Regions from separate parts of the Mus musculus genome. Here regions 2, 3 and 4 are each linked to region 1. The links are chromatin contacts, called in public HiChIP or PLAC-seq and Micro-C maps. All regions are on one chromosome and are shown on one strand. Each heading gives the region's core, a stretch centred on a gene start, on an enhancer-like site or on the middle of the called end of the contact. The rest is flanking DNA. Distances are from core to core; before and after follow the strand shown. Region 1 holds the start of Apbb2 (amyloid beta (A4) precursor protein-binding, family B, member 2). Region 2 holds the start of Bend4 (BEN domain containing 4). Region 3 holds the start of 4930480C01Rik (a long non-coding RNA gene). Region 4 overlaps Rbm47 (RNA binding motif protein 47).

Region 1 (3,018 bases), core at 172-2,671:
AAATCCTAAAACAACAGACCAGCTGTCATAATTTATTCTGAAATCGGTAAAATGAAGAAACAAATAACAAAAAGGGCCAGCCTCACAAAGTTTATTTCTTGATATCAAAATGATATTGTTGTTATCGTTTTATGACTTTCATTTAAGACACTGAGCACAAAGCAAAGTCAGGGACAAGACTTTTTAAAACTGCTCCCTCTAAGAGCCCTCTGGGCTTCAGACACTGACCTAATTCTCTCTTCATGTGAGCCCTCTCAAATCACTCAGTCCATCCCCAAGCGATCAGAACAGTCGTGGCTGTGCAGAATCTTGCTACAAAACGGTCCCAATTCTTCATCTGATTTCTCCAGCTTTTTTTTTTCTTTATGCCCCACACTCCCTTGGCCTTTGGGGCCTGACCTCCTGTTTTCAGACCTCTCCATCAATGGAGAGACTACCTATCATTGTTTCTACGGGACTCCCGCATCCTCCCTCCGCCCAGCTAGTTTTCGTCGCACAAATGTCATTTCTGGCGTCTGAGCCACCATTCCTCCCAGGGAGCAGCAGTGGGGCGTTCGGGACCCCGATGACCGGCTTCCCTGATCCGGCCCTCGGCACACAGCCATTTTCTAGTTAAAAACGCTCTCGGCGTTGCAGAGGGGACAGGAACTTTGCCCTCTCCTCCTTTCTGCAGAGCTGGGTTCTCTGCACCCCGGGAGACGCTGGCCAGGTCTCTGAGTCTCCCGCAAGAGCGCGCCGCCCGGCAGGCAGGCCGGCCCCAGGGCAAGGGGGCGTGCGCTACCGGTCGCCCGCGCCCACCCGCACTTTGCCCTCCGCAGTCTCCGCCCGGGCACAGCCCTGCGACCCGGTGTCCTCGCCCGGCCCTGCCGAACCCCAGCTCTGGGTGGGAGTGAGGGAGTAATGGGAGTGACGGAGCGAGCCCGCAGCCAGAGCGCCGGCCCTGCAGCGCGGGCGCGGGGCGAGCGGGACTCCGCAGCGGACGCCTGCTGCAGATGCGACGGCAGCTGCTGCAGCTGGGGCTGCGGCTGGGCGACCGGCGGTGACCGCCAGAAACCGAGCAGCAGCCGCGAGGGCACAAGCAGCCAAGCTCGCCGGCTGCCCGGCACCCCCGGCGCACTCCGGGCCATCCCTCGGATCCCCGGGCTGAAGGCATGGAAGGAAGCGGGGCTCACCAGCGCTGCGCGGCGTTCGATCGGCTCCGGACCCGGCTCCCAGGTCTCGCAGTCCGCTGAGCACCCGGATCAGCTGCGGGCTGCAGCACGCGAGCTTCCTACTTAGAGCAGCACTGGCTCCGGCGACTGAGCATGCCCAGTGCGGCTCCGCGAGGCCCGCGCAGGGAGCAGCGGCAGCGAGATTCCACTTCTCCAGGCTTTGGCGGCGGCTGCGCGAGGAAAGGCTTGGAGGGGCCTGGCGGAGCCGGGCGAACCCAGCAAGGCGGGGCCGGGGGCGGAGGCCGCGGCGGAAGGGGGCGGGCCGCGCTCCCAGGGCGACCCCTGCAGGTGGAGGCGGCCGAGCTGCGGCACAGCAGGGAGGCAAGGGGCGCCAGGGTGACACCCAGAGGCTGGGGGTTGCGGGGCAGCCCGGGTATCCCCTCCAGGTGGCCTAGCGTCTGTCTGCACCAAAAGGCAGTTTGGGAAACTCTTCTCTCACGCGTCTGCGTTCCTGTAGAATGGAAAAATACCCCAAGATGAGAGCTGTCCACAGCCTTCCAGGCTAACTGAATGTTAAAAGGTGAAACTTTCTCCTGCCTTCTGCCTCCTTCATCCCCCATGGCTAGACATATGCCACACAGGAACATTCCTGCCCTGGAAAATCACAGCGAGATAACGCCATGCAAGAAATATGCCTGCGAACAAGGAAAAGCATTATCTACTTGCTACCTGTTCGTTAGGCATTAAGTGGATTTACTGCAGGCACCTGGAAGTCCTTGATTTGTTTCTCCATCAAGCCAAGGGGTGTTAAACTGATGCCTAAGTCAGACTCATCTGGGAAGGTTGCTGAAGCAGCATGCTAGGCGCGTTTCCAGGGGTTGGATGAGTCGTTGTGCCGTGCTGCACAAGCGCCTGTAAGTATCAAATCCCAGGTACTGATGCGGTTGCCATCCGAGGACTAGTCATGGGGACTCTGCTATACACAGACCATGCTACCTACCATCTCCTCTAGAAAGGTAATTCTGAAAATAATTATAACTACTAAGTAATGGCTCTTTGACAACGCACTCCTCAATCAGATAATAAACTCAGACTCATCCTCCCTACAGTGAAGATGGGCATTATTCCTTTTTTTCTTCACACAGCATGAGTTTATTGAGGTTCCACAAGATCCCCTTACTAAGACCTGTAAGCAAATCGCAGCCCCTGCCTTCATGTTTACAGCCCAGCAGTAACTGACGTCCATTGAATAGTTTCTATGAAATGCCATTTCTGCCATCTCCATACACAAGGTGTTGACATGTAAAAGTGTTGGGTTATCAGGAATGGAGAGAACGCCGTGTGTTGGTGGTCTCTTGTAATCTATAGCCTCTTCTATAATCAATATTTCCCTCAGACTCCGCGGAAGGCCAATAGTACTGCTACAGAAAAATCTCCATAAATCTATGCAGGTTCACTCTTGGAACTGAACCTCTGCATCCCAAGACTGGCCCAACGAATCCTGCGAACCATGAAGAGTCAAAAACCAGGGTTCAAATGCCAACTTGGGAAAAGCAAACTGTAGAGGGCCTTGAGACACAGGCTACTGTGTCCTTCAAGCCCAGACAGAGGAGGAAATGAACCCAAGCCCACCCTGCGAATCCTTCATCGCGGCGATCTCAGCAGGCTACCACACCAACTTGCACCTTGATCTCCCAGCCCGCCAACGTCCAGAGCCTACCCTACCACCCGATTCTCCCGGGCTCCCGGGTCGAACCGCGCCTGCCCCCTCCAGGCGGTCTACTCGGACGCGCAGGAAAACCCGCGCTGGAGTCAGCCGCGGCGGCGGGGCGGGGCGCGCAGGCGCGGTGGGCTCCAGGTTGGGCGG
Region 2 (3,018 bases), core at 229-2,728, 810 kb after region 1:
GAGACTCATTGACATAGAAACCAGGGTCTCAAGGACAGGGTGGGTGGGGATTTTAACTCTGCTCTGTGGATGCTCCTGTGCAGCGACCCCTTGCCCACGCCAAAAAATCTTCACTCCCCACCCCACAACCCAGAGCAGCAGAACCGCGGATAAAGCTAGGGGGACTGTGCGCCATGGACACCGGAGCGCACAGAGAACAAGAAACCCAGAGACCCCAGGAGGAGCCCAAGTGGTCCAGGTCTGCCCTACTGGGGCCGGGATCTTCAAAGGTCAGCTCCCCCCACTCCCCCAGGCAAAGAACCTCCGAGAAGGACAAGTAGACCTCGGGCGGGCGGGCAGGCGGGAAAGGGAAGTGTGGCGTGGGGGAAAAAGTGAAGTGGCCGGGAATAAAATGGGCGTCTCCTCGGAGTGGCCTCAGCCCGCTGTCCCGGGGCCTGTCCCCTCCCCAGCTCCCCGCCCAGGGCCTGCTCTCTTCACAGGCTCTCCCGCTGCCCTCCCGGGTGCTCGCCAGGAGCCCGCACCCCACAGCCACCTGTTAAGGCGCGCGCGCCGTCGGAAGCTCGGGTCACCGCGGCGCCCCGGAATCTTCCAGAAGTTACTACTGCCCGAGCGTAGCACGCTCCCGAGGCCCACGGGGACCACGGGGACAGCGCGCACAGCCTCTCCGGACCCCCCGATTCCCACGCCCTCCCCCCCTCCACGCCACCTTCGGAGCTCCGCAAAGTTGCGGCCCGGGAGTCTGTACCTGCACTGAGCTCCAGGCTGGCGCCGTCGCTACCCGCGCCGCTGCTGCAAGCGCCGGTCGCCGGGCCAGGGCCGTACCTGACGACGGCGGCGAAGGACGACGACGACGAGGCGGCGGGGGCCGCGAGCGGCGGAGGCGGCGGCGGCGGTGGCGCCGGAGTCCTGGGATGGCCCGGGGGCGCGGCGGGTGTGCAGGACGGCGACGACGACGAGGCGGCGGCGGCGGCGGGGGCCCGGCCTGACCCGGCCGGGTAGGACGGCTGCGTCGGGAACGGCGGCGGCTCGCTGCTGCTGATGGGCACGGCGGCGAGCGAGGCGAAGGGCGGCGGCGGCGGCGGCGGCGGCAGCGGGGACGGCCGCGCGGGCGACAGCTCGAGCAGAGAGGGTCTGTCGTAGCGCTTGGCCAGCGCCGGCCGCCGGCTGGGGAACGTCTTGAGGACGCTGTAGGGGCCGCGCTGCTTGTAGATGCGGGGCGCGCTGGGCCCCTCCTCCGCCGCCTGCATCTCGGGCTCCATGCCGAGTCTGAGGCCCTGCCCGCCCCGCGCGCGGCTCCGGAGGTGGCTCGGCCGCCCGGCCGCCTGCTCTACCCCGGCGCGCGCCGGCGGGAAGGCGTGTGTCTGCGCCGTGGCCGCCGCCGCCGCCGCTGCCTGTCGCCGAGCCTGGCATCTCCGAGCCCCCGCGCGGGGGGCTGCCGCCCAGCGCTGATTGACAGCCCGCCTCGCCAATGCCTGGAGGGAGAAAGGAGGTAAGGAGCAAGTGTTTAGGGTAATATCTGCTAATGATGATGGGGGCGGGGCGGGGCCTGGGCCCGGGCGGCCCGCGCGATCGGCGCTTCGGACAGGGTCGTGGGGGGAGGTGGGGAGGGGGAGCCCGTGGCCCGAGGGGACCCGGTGGGGGAACGGAACCTGGAGGGCGTCCCGGTGGGGACAGGTGGAAGAGGTGGCGTCCCGGCTCTCTCGGCTGTGGACGTGAGGCGGCAGCGGTTGTCCGCAGGGTCCGAGCTTTGGAAAGGAGTTCCCGGCGCCCTCCTGCGTGACCTCCCAACTCTCGGAGTGCACGAAGGGGGTGGTACCTAGAAGTTAGGGCGGGGTCGCCAGAGTGCAAGGGTGGGACAGCAAGTTCTTCTAGAAGGAAGCTACACCTCCCTCCCCCCGCCCCCCTCCCGAAAAAGAACATCTCGAAGGACTTGGCACAGGCCGCTGGGAGGTTTGTCCTGCCTTAGGGTCTTGCTGTCCCAGGTCTGGCGGCCGAACCAGAAAGCACTCAGGGCCTAGTGCTTCCATACTGTTTCGCTTGTTCTCCATAGGGAGCTGGGCGAGAGAGCACAGAGGCGCCATCATTTCTTTCCATTCTACAGATTTGAAAACTGAGGCTCTGAAAGACCAGATTTGAAAACTGAGGCTCTGAAAGACTAAAGGGAAATATGCAAATTCACGCAGAGGAGTTTGTGAGTGAATTGCACGGTTACATATAGGTCTTCAGAATGTAAAATAGCTGGTAGACAGTGCAATTCAAGGGAACAAAATGATCCCACGGTTCCCTTTGGGATGGTGACTGCTTTGAACATTATTATATTATCTATGCATATACGTTGCAAGACCAAAGTGGCCTGGGATCACCCTTTCCTTGCGTTGCTCATACTACCCGGCACCACCGGGCTAAGGATTCAGTGATGAAGATCTCAGTAATTTGCCGAAGCTGCCCCGTAAGGTTCTTCAAACACAAGGAAGGGTTCCGGCCTCTGCCAGTCACTCCTTCCTGTCTCAAAGGGAGCATCCTCTAGTTAGGCCTACCCCAATCCCTGCATCCCCTCTTCCCAAGCTTGGGTTTCAACCTCGTTCATCATTATCCAGGTCCTTGATGAATGAAGCTCATCTCTCCAATCTGGAGTTGCTTTTTTATTCAGAGCTATCCTTCAGTCTTGGGAAAGTGACCCATTTTCTCCTGGGGGCCAGGACTTTGGCCTCTCATTTTCCAGATCTCTCCCATTGGAAGAGTTCCTCTCCCTTGCTGTTTCCAGAGTCTCTGCTCACCCACTCTGGACTGTCTTCCTCTCCTCAGCAAGCTCCTCTGATAGTGCTGTGCCCCTCCCCCATTTATTAGAGATGAAATAAATAATGCCATAAATAAAAGTATTTGGGAGTCCAGGAACTGTCAGGGCTGATTAGGGCATAGAGGACATTTTCTTTCTCATTATGCAAAAGCATTTCATGGGGAAATAAAAGAGGTTTCATTGTAACTCATGCATGTCATATTTCAAGGAATTCACGATAT
Region 3 (3,018 bases), core at 160-2,659, 670 kb before region 1:
TACCCCAAAGGGAGGAGAGATGGCTCAGCAGTTCAGAGCACCAGCTGCTCTTGCAGAATATTGGGGTTTGGTTTTCAGCACCCACATGATGGCTCACATCTGCCTATAACTTCAAGGGGCCCAACATCCTCTTTTGGCCTCTGAGGGCACCAGGAACACATATGGTTCACATACATGCACACAGGCAAACCACTAAAAAAAACCAAGAAAAGTAAAAATAAAGAGAAAATATCCCCAAGAGACAACAGTGGTTGTCTCTGATAATGAGATTATAGGAGACTTTTTGTGCCTCTAGATCGTTTGTTTTCATATTTTTCTTTTTTTTTTTTCTGGAATAAGCATGTATTATTTTGTGATGTGAAAGAAGAAAGGAGAGAGAGAGAGAGAGAAAACCATGCCATGCATGGCTGGCCTGAGTCACAAGCTGAATTCTCATGTTTAAATTAGTTTCAGAAACAAGGAGTGGTTTCTAGGCAACGGGCTTGGGAACTCATGGTCACTGCCATTGTTGCTACAGCGTGTGTGCGTGTCTTCGAGAAACTGCACTGGATGAATGCAGACCCGCTAAGGAGAAACAAGCTTTGCCACCCAGTTTTGGTCATGGGGACTTGAGTTACTGTGACCCTAGGGGCAGACAGTTGCCAACGATTTTTTTTTAATTTATTACTAATAAATGACTGAGTTAATGAGGATTGTCATAGGCGAGAAATCTGACAGAAATCTCAGTCATTTCAGAGGGTGTGGGAAACCGAGGGGGGGGGGGGAGCCAAAGCCAATGCCCCCACGCACACCACAATAGCTTTGCCGTGAACTCAGGCCGCCAGGGGCTGTGCCAGACAGATTGCATCTTAAGATGTGAAAAGATTGCTTCACAGTCTCTGTAGTCGTTTACTGTCATTACAGGCAATCCTGGGCAGCCAGGGGGCTTTTAATCGAGAGGAAACACTGAAAACTGGAACCAGGGCAATAAAAGCCTTGGCCCTCACTGTGGACTCTGAAGGGGGCGGAGCCAAGAACCTTATTGTTTCCAGGGCCCTTGTTCTTCCCCCAAGCGCCCACAGAAGGCGTTACTCAGCCCAGGAAGTGTATTCTGTTGACATTGACTACTATATTTTCAGCAAGAAAAGGCGAGTTTCTGAAAAAAATAGTGTCAGAGCTCGGCCCTCTTGTGGCAGAATCTCACATGGTCCAAGATGGCCTGGAACTCTATGTAGCTGGGGGATTGGGAGTGGGGGTGGGGCGATGGGGAGGGGGTGGGGGAAATGGGGGGTGGTGCTGGTCTTGGTTCACTTTATTGCTTCCTTACGCACCCATGATTCATATTCTTTCTCTTTCTCTCACTGTGTGATGTCACCTGCCATGTTATGACACAACACAAAGGCTCTCAGGAGATGCAGCTGCCTAAGATACTGGAACTGTGAGCTATATAACCTTCCTTTCTTTACAACGTATCCAGCCCTAAGTATTTTGTTACGGCAAATCAGACAAATAGAAGGACTAGTATTTACTCGGCCTTTTCTTATGAGGTAATTCTTCAGGACAGGCACGTTTTCATCTTTGTACTCTGGGCTTATCGTACATAGGCTGACCCTACATAGGTTTGTGCTTATCCACTACTCTTCTTGTTTTTTTGTCAGTGATGGGGGCTTCCGTATGGTAGGCAAACACTGTATGACTGAGCTACATCTCCATGTCTCACGGTCTTGAGTGACAAATGCAGCCTGCTTCAGTTTGAATGTGGTTTGAGTGTTCCCTTAAAGGTTTATGCTGGAAGCTACGCCCCCTAGTGGGCCAGTAAAGGATGACATAGAACATTTGAGAGTAGTGCAGTGGCCCGGAGATGGTCAGTGGTTTGTTAGGGGTAATTCACTTGGAGGGGATTCAGGGACTTTTCAGTGGTTTGTGGTGAAAGTCTAATTCTCTCTCTGGCTTCTTGTCTGGCAGTATGGTGGCCTCTGCCATGAGGTCTCTCTAGGACCCAACAGATACTGACACATGCCCTTGAATCTCTAGAGACTCGTGATCTCTGCCTCCTGTGACATCCCAGCCTGGGGCTCCATGGACTCCCTCTTTTCCTAACCTCTCATCGGGAAGATAAATCAACCCCATTCCCCTGTGGTCTACTCCCTCGGCAATACTTAACTCGTTTACCACAGCTTAGCTTACAAGTGTGCCTTTTTTTTTTCCAGACAGTCCACAAACGCACTGATAAAGCAAATATTCTCTTATGAGCCCTGTGCTCTGCTTTCAATAAATGTGTTCAGTACAGATTGAGTAGCGAGAGTTTTGTTGTTGTTTGTATAGGCAGGCTCTTGCCATGCAGCCCAGGCTGGTCTAAAACTCACGATCCCCCTGCCTCAGCCTCTCAAATACTGGGGTTACAGGCCTCTGCCACTAAGTTTGGGTTAGTCTTTAAATTCTTACAGAACTGACTTCCTAGTGTCTGTTCACACTGTAAACGTCTCTAGCCACCTCTCCTTGGCCAAACATTTATTCTTATTTAAAAAGGGTCACCACAATCCTTGATTCCTGTGGTGTTGCAGTTTGAGGTAGGTAAACCTGGAATCTTCTGCCCAGGAGCTTACAGTCTTGTGCATATATTGACTTGGCTGTTTTTCTGGATTTGGATCTAGGGTGGAGCCCACATCTGTTTAGCTTCTTCCATTCTGCCTGGAACCTGCCAGCTCCGAGGCCAAGCAGGGATCTGCTCTGACAAGCTGCGTGTGATGCTGGTGGGAACAAGTACCTGGTGTCTCTAGCAGAGCCTTTACTCCTTTGTACACCTGGCCTCTCAAGGCTGCCCTTTAGGGAACCAGGTCCTCCCCAGACACACATGCAATATAGCCTAAGTCCCAAAGTGCAGCTACTATGTCCCCCAAGGTGGACACAAGGCAGCACTCCTGTTCACGGGAGGCCAAGCAAGACTGCCTGAGGAGGTGTGTTGTGGGAGAGGCTCTCTCTGTTGGCACTCTGAAAGTCCAGACTCTGGCCAAGACTGTCCTGTATTTCATGAGTGTT
Region 4 (3,018 bases), core at 160-2,659, 540 kb before region 1:
TAATGGTAGACATGGAGTTTATTTGAGAAAGGAGTTTTTTAAAAGATGTGTTGAATTATAAATTGTGTTTACAGGTGTGTTGGGGGTGTGGGGGTTGCACCAGTGTCAAGGTGCCTACGGAGGCCAGAAGAGGATGCCCTGGAGCTGGCACTACAGGTTGTGGTGAGCACCCATGAAAGGGTACCAACTAAACTCGGGAAAAGAACCACTGACCAATCTCTCCAGGCCAAGAAAGTGGGGGGGTGGGGGTGGGTTCTTTTCTTTTTTCTTTTCTTTTTAACTGTACAATTACAAGATGTTGCCGCTGTGGTTGTCCATAAAGTTAAAGATATTCAAGGCCAGCTGGTGATTTTTTTTTTTAAAGTAGTGTCCTATGAAAGGCTCTCTACCAGTAGTGAGGAAAACGAACTCTGACTGCACAGAAAGCAGGAACCCTTGCTCTTTCTAGAAGCGATGTGAGATATTCAGTTGAGACACTCTCAGGGTAGTTTCACGGATGCCCCTGGGGAGAGAGTGGACCATGCAGCCATCGGGCCTCACTGACAAGATCTCACACACACAGCTCCGTCACACACCAAGGCCAAGTTTAGAACAGAGTCCCTCTCATTCACAGCTAGGAGGAAGTACTGTGAAGACACACGCTGTCTTTTATTATTCCGAGAAGGGACCTTCTGGACAAGACGTGCAGCTTTTTTCCCCAGAACGTTCCTTTCCCTGAACTCCTCTTCCCAAGGTGTCCCCTTGAGCCTGAGCCCCGTTGTAAGGACTTCCTCTGGTTCTATTTAAAACAGGGACCTTTGACTCCCAGGAAATCAGTAACTCAGCCTTAATTCACTTAGCTCTCTTACGATGACAGTTATTCTTTATCCAAGCATAGCAAAGCTTGAACTTAGGAAAAAACTTGAAGGCTGCTGAATACGGGGCTGAGAATCTCTGTAGTTAGTGAGGAAGAATCAGTTTCGAGCAAGGGCTGGTGACATGACTCAGTCAACCCTGAGATCAAGTCCTTGGACCCCTGTGGAGGAAGAAGTGAACCTATTCAAATTGCCCTCTGAGCTTTACACACACAGGTGCTGGGGCATGTGTCTGCCCCCCCCCCCCCCCCGAAATAAATGAATACAGTAAAAAAAAAAAATCTCAAAGAAAAAAATCATAAGTAAAACAAACAAGTTAGAGCCCAGAAAGTCTTATCTTCAAAACAGATGAATTACAAAAGAGAGAAAGCTCAAGCCAATGGCTGGCTTTCTAACAGAGGATCGCCTCTTCCCGGTACTCTGTAAGGCTGACTGGGGCTGGGGTGTACAGCTCAGAAGCCGTCCCTTGCCAAGCACGAAGGAAGCCCTGATTCAACTGTTAGCACTGAAACGAGTGAGGGAGAGACTCTTAGGAAATCGCGGTGGCAGAGCCCCAACAGCCTTCTCTAGAACAAGATTGCTCCCTAGTGTGGTAAATGCTTTTCACCTTGAGTCAGGCTCCACTGTAACCTGGCAAAGCTTCTCGGGCCGGGCTCCTCATACAAGACAGCTGCAGTTGCTCCTGAGACAACTGCTTCCGTTAAATAAATGGCTCACGCAGAGTGCTTAGCAAACACACTCCCTCAAAGTGGTCCTCCCTCTGCCCTCTCAGGTGATAACATTTCTATCCCACCCTTTGTGAGGTCACCCAACTTTGTGAAGAGCTGACACACGGAGGCATGACTTTTTTTAAGCTCACGCTCATAGTTTTAACTCCTGAAATAATTTTTTTTTTTAAAATGTGGTCTATTCCTACAAAGCAAAACTAGGCAGCAAAGGAGCTAATAAATTAGAGCCTGGGCAAATATCACAGATATAAGCGCCAAGAGAGTAACACCAGAAGTGTATAGACTGCAAGACTCCGTATTTATTAAGATCCATGCCAGCCAAAGCTGGACTATGATGACAGATAATTGTTAACGCAGGACTGGGAGGAGGAAGCACAAGAAGTAATGTTGAAGAACTGAAAAATGGAACCAGGCAAAGGGCAAACACCTGGAGTCCCTGAATTGGGGACTGAGGAAGACTGCCACAGGTTCAAAGCCAGCCTGTGCACACAGTGAGACCCTCCCTCAAAACAATGCCATAAAAAGAACTGAGAGATGAGAACACATCCCAGAATGAGCTTTTAATAAACAGTTAAAGGATGGGTGGATGGACAGATGGATAGATAGATGGATGGATAAGTGGAGGGATGGATAGGTCTGACAACCCAGAAATGTTAGTGAACGATAACAGACAATATTAAGTGGTGAGGGTTTAATGATGTTCTGATCTACAGATATAGCAACACACCACTGGGTGCTATGTTCCCTTAGCAGAATAACTGTAGGCTTCCCCCTAGTGACCTTGACCTATCTAGTCTCAGGTTCTTAACTACTTTTCCAGTGTGTGGTGTGGGTTCCATCTCATGGGGTGGGACTAAATACAATCAAAAGGTGGTTGGTTACTCATTCCTACAATCCCAGTACTTGGGAAGCTTAGGAGGGAGGGTCAATGGAGTTGGAAGTGAGCCTAGGCTGCCCAGCCATTTCTAGGCCAACTGGAGCTCGTTCAAAACAAACAAACTGATGGGTGTGGTATCACACACCTTTAATCCCATCATTTCAGAGGCAGAGGCAGGTGGGTCTCCGTGAGTTCGGGGCCAGTCTAATCTATACAGTAAACTCCAAGCGAGCCATAGATATATACAGCGAGATAACACTTATAAAAGAAAGGTAGAAGCCCCGCTTGGAGGCACATACCTACAATTGTCCTGGAACTTGCTCTGTATAGACCAGAGGCTGAGGTAGGAGTTCAAGGTCAGCCTCAGCTACAGAGACTGTCTCAAAAGAACAAAACAAACAAAAGAAAAATCCAAACACTACCAATCTTTTGTAGAGAGAGCAGCTCCTCATAGCCAACTTGACATAAAAGCACTCTCACCCCATTTAATAAAAGCAAAATTTGTCAATCAACAAACTGTGGTAAAACAGTAAACACCCCTAATGGGGTGTAAAATAAC

Evidence for each region. Hi-C and Micro-C count contacts between places; a contact is called where the count stands out from the background. HiChIP or PLAC-seq counts read pairs in DNA pulled down with a chosen protein or histone mark.
Region 2: a Micro-C map of embryonic stem cells shows a contact between it and region 1, with 9 times the contacts expected there. The contact joins the promoter of Bend4 here to the promoter of Apbb2 in region 1. A contact is called at or near these places in 1 of 39 promoter capture datasets (hippocampal neurons), 1 of 484 Hi-C or Micro-C datasets (embryonic stem cells) and 1 of 115 datasets of contacts at active chromatin or transcription factors (memory CD8 T cells).
Region 3: an H3K4me3 HiChIP or PLAC-seq map of bone marrow-derived macrophages shows a contact between it and region 1, with 4 times the contacts expected there. The contact joins the promoter of 4930480C01Rik here to the promoter of Apbb2 in region 1. A contact is called at or near these places in 1 of 39 promoter capture datasets (embryonic stem cells), 1 of 484 Hi-C or Micro-C datasets (embryonic stem cells) and 2 of 115 datasets of contacts at active chromatin or transcription factors (bone marrow-derived macrophages and embryonic stem cells).
Region 4: a Micro-C map of embryonic stem cells shows a contact between it and region 1, with 2.5 times the contacts expected there. The contact joins the enhancer-like site here to the promoter of Apbb2 in region 1. A contact is called at or near these places in 2 of 39 promoter capture datasets (the C10 cell line and hippocampal neurons), 1 of 484 Hi-C or Micro-C datasets (embryonic stem cells) and 3 of 115 datasets of contacts at active chromatin or transcription factors (astrocytes, embryonic hindbrain and extraembryonic endoderm stem cells).

What each region holds. Positions count from the first base shown.
Region 1 is chr5:66,617,396-66,620,413 of GRCm38.p6, forward strand. It overlaps Apbb2 (amyloid beta (A4) precursor protein-binding, family B, member 2), which reads right to left and starts at 1,422. Exons shown (of 17, transcript NM_001201413.1): 1 at 1,173-1,422.
Region 2 is chr5:67,426,321-67,429,338 of GRCm38.p6, forward strand. Bend4 (BEN domain containing 4) reads right to left here and starts at 1,479. Exons shown (of 5, transcript NM_001164806.1): 1 at 746-1,479. The coding sequence starts at 1,259.
Region 3 is chr5:65,949,934-65,952,951 of GRCm38.p6, forward strand. 4930480C01Rik (a long non-coding RNA gene) reads left to right here and starts at 1,410. Exons shown (of 2, transcript XR_376988.3): 1 at 1,410-1,526; 2 at 1,945-2,274. It also overlaps a transcript of Chrna9 not described here.
Region 4 is chr5:66,076,257-66,079,274 of GRCm38.p6, forward strand. All of the region lies in intron 3 of Rbm47 (RNA binding motif protein 47), which reads right to left. Among named protein-coding and RNA genes, the nearest start is that of Gm40310, 67 kb to the left of the region's middle. Within about 2 kb of position 1,410, at least 85 of the 459 cell types and tissues checked have an H3K27ac peak or open chromatin away from gene starts, as enhancers often do. A contact at or near this core is called in embryonic stem cells, where this site is marked.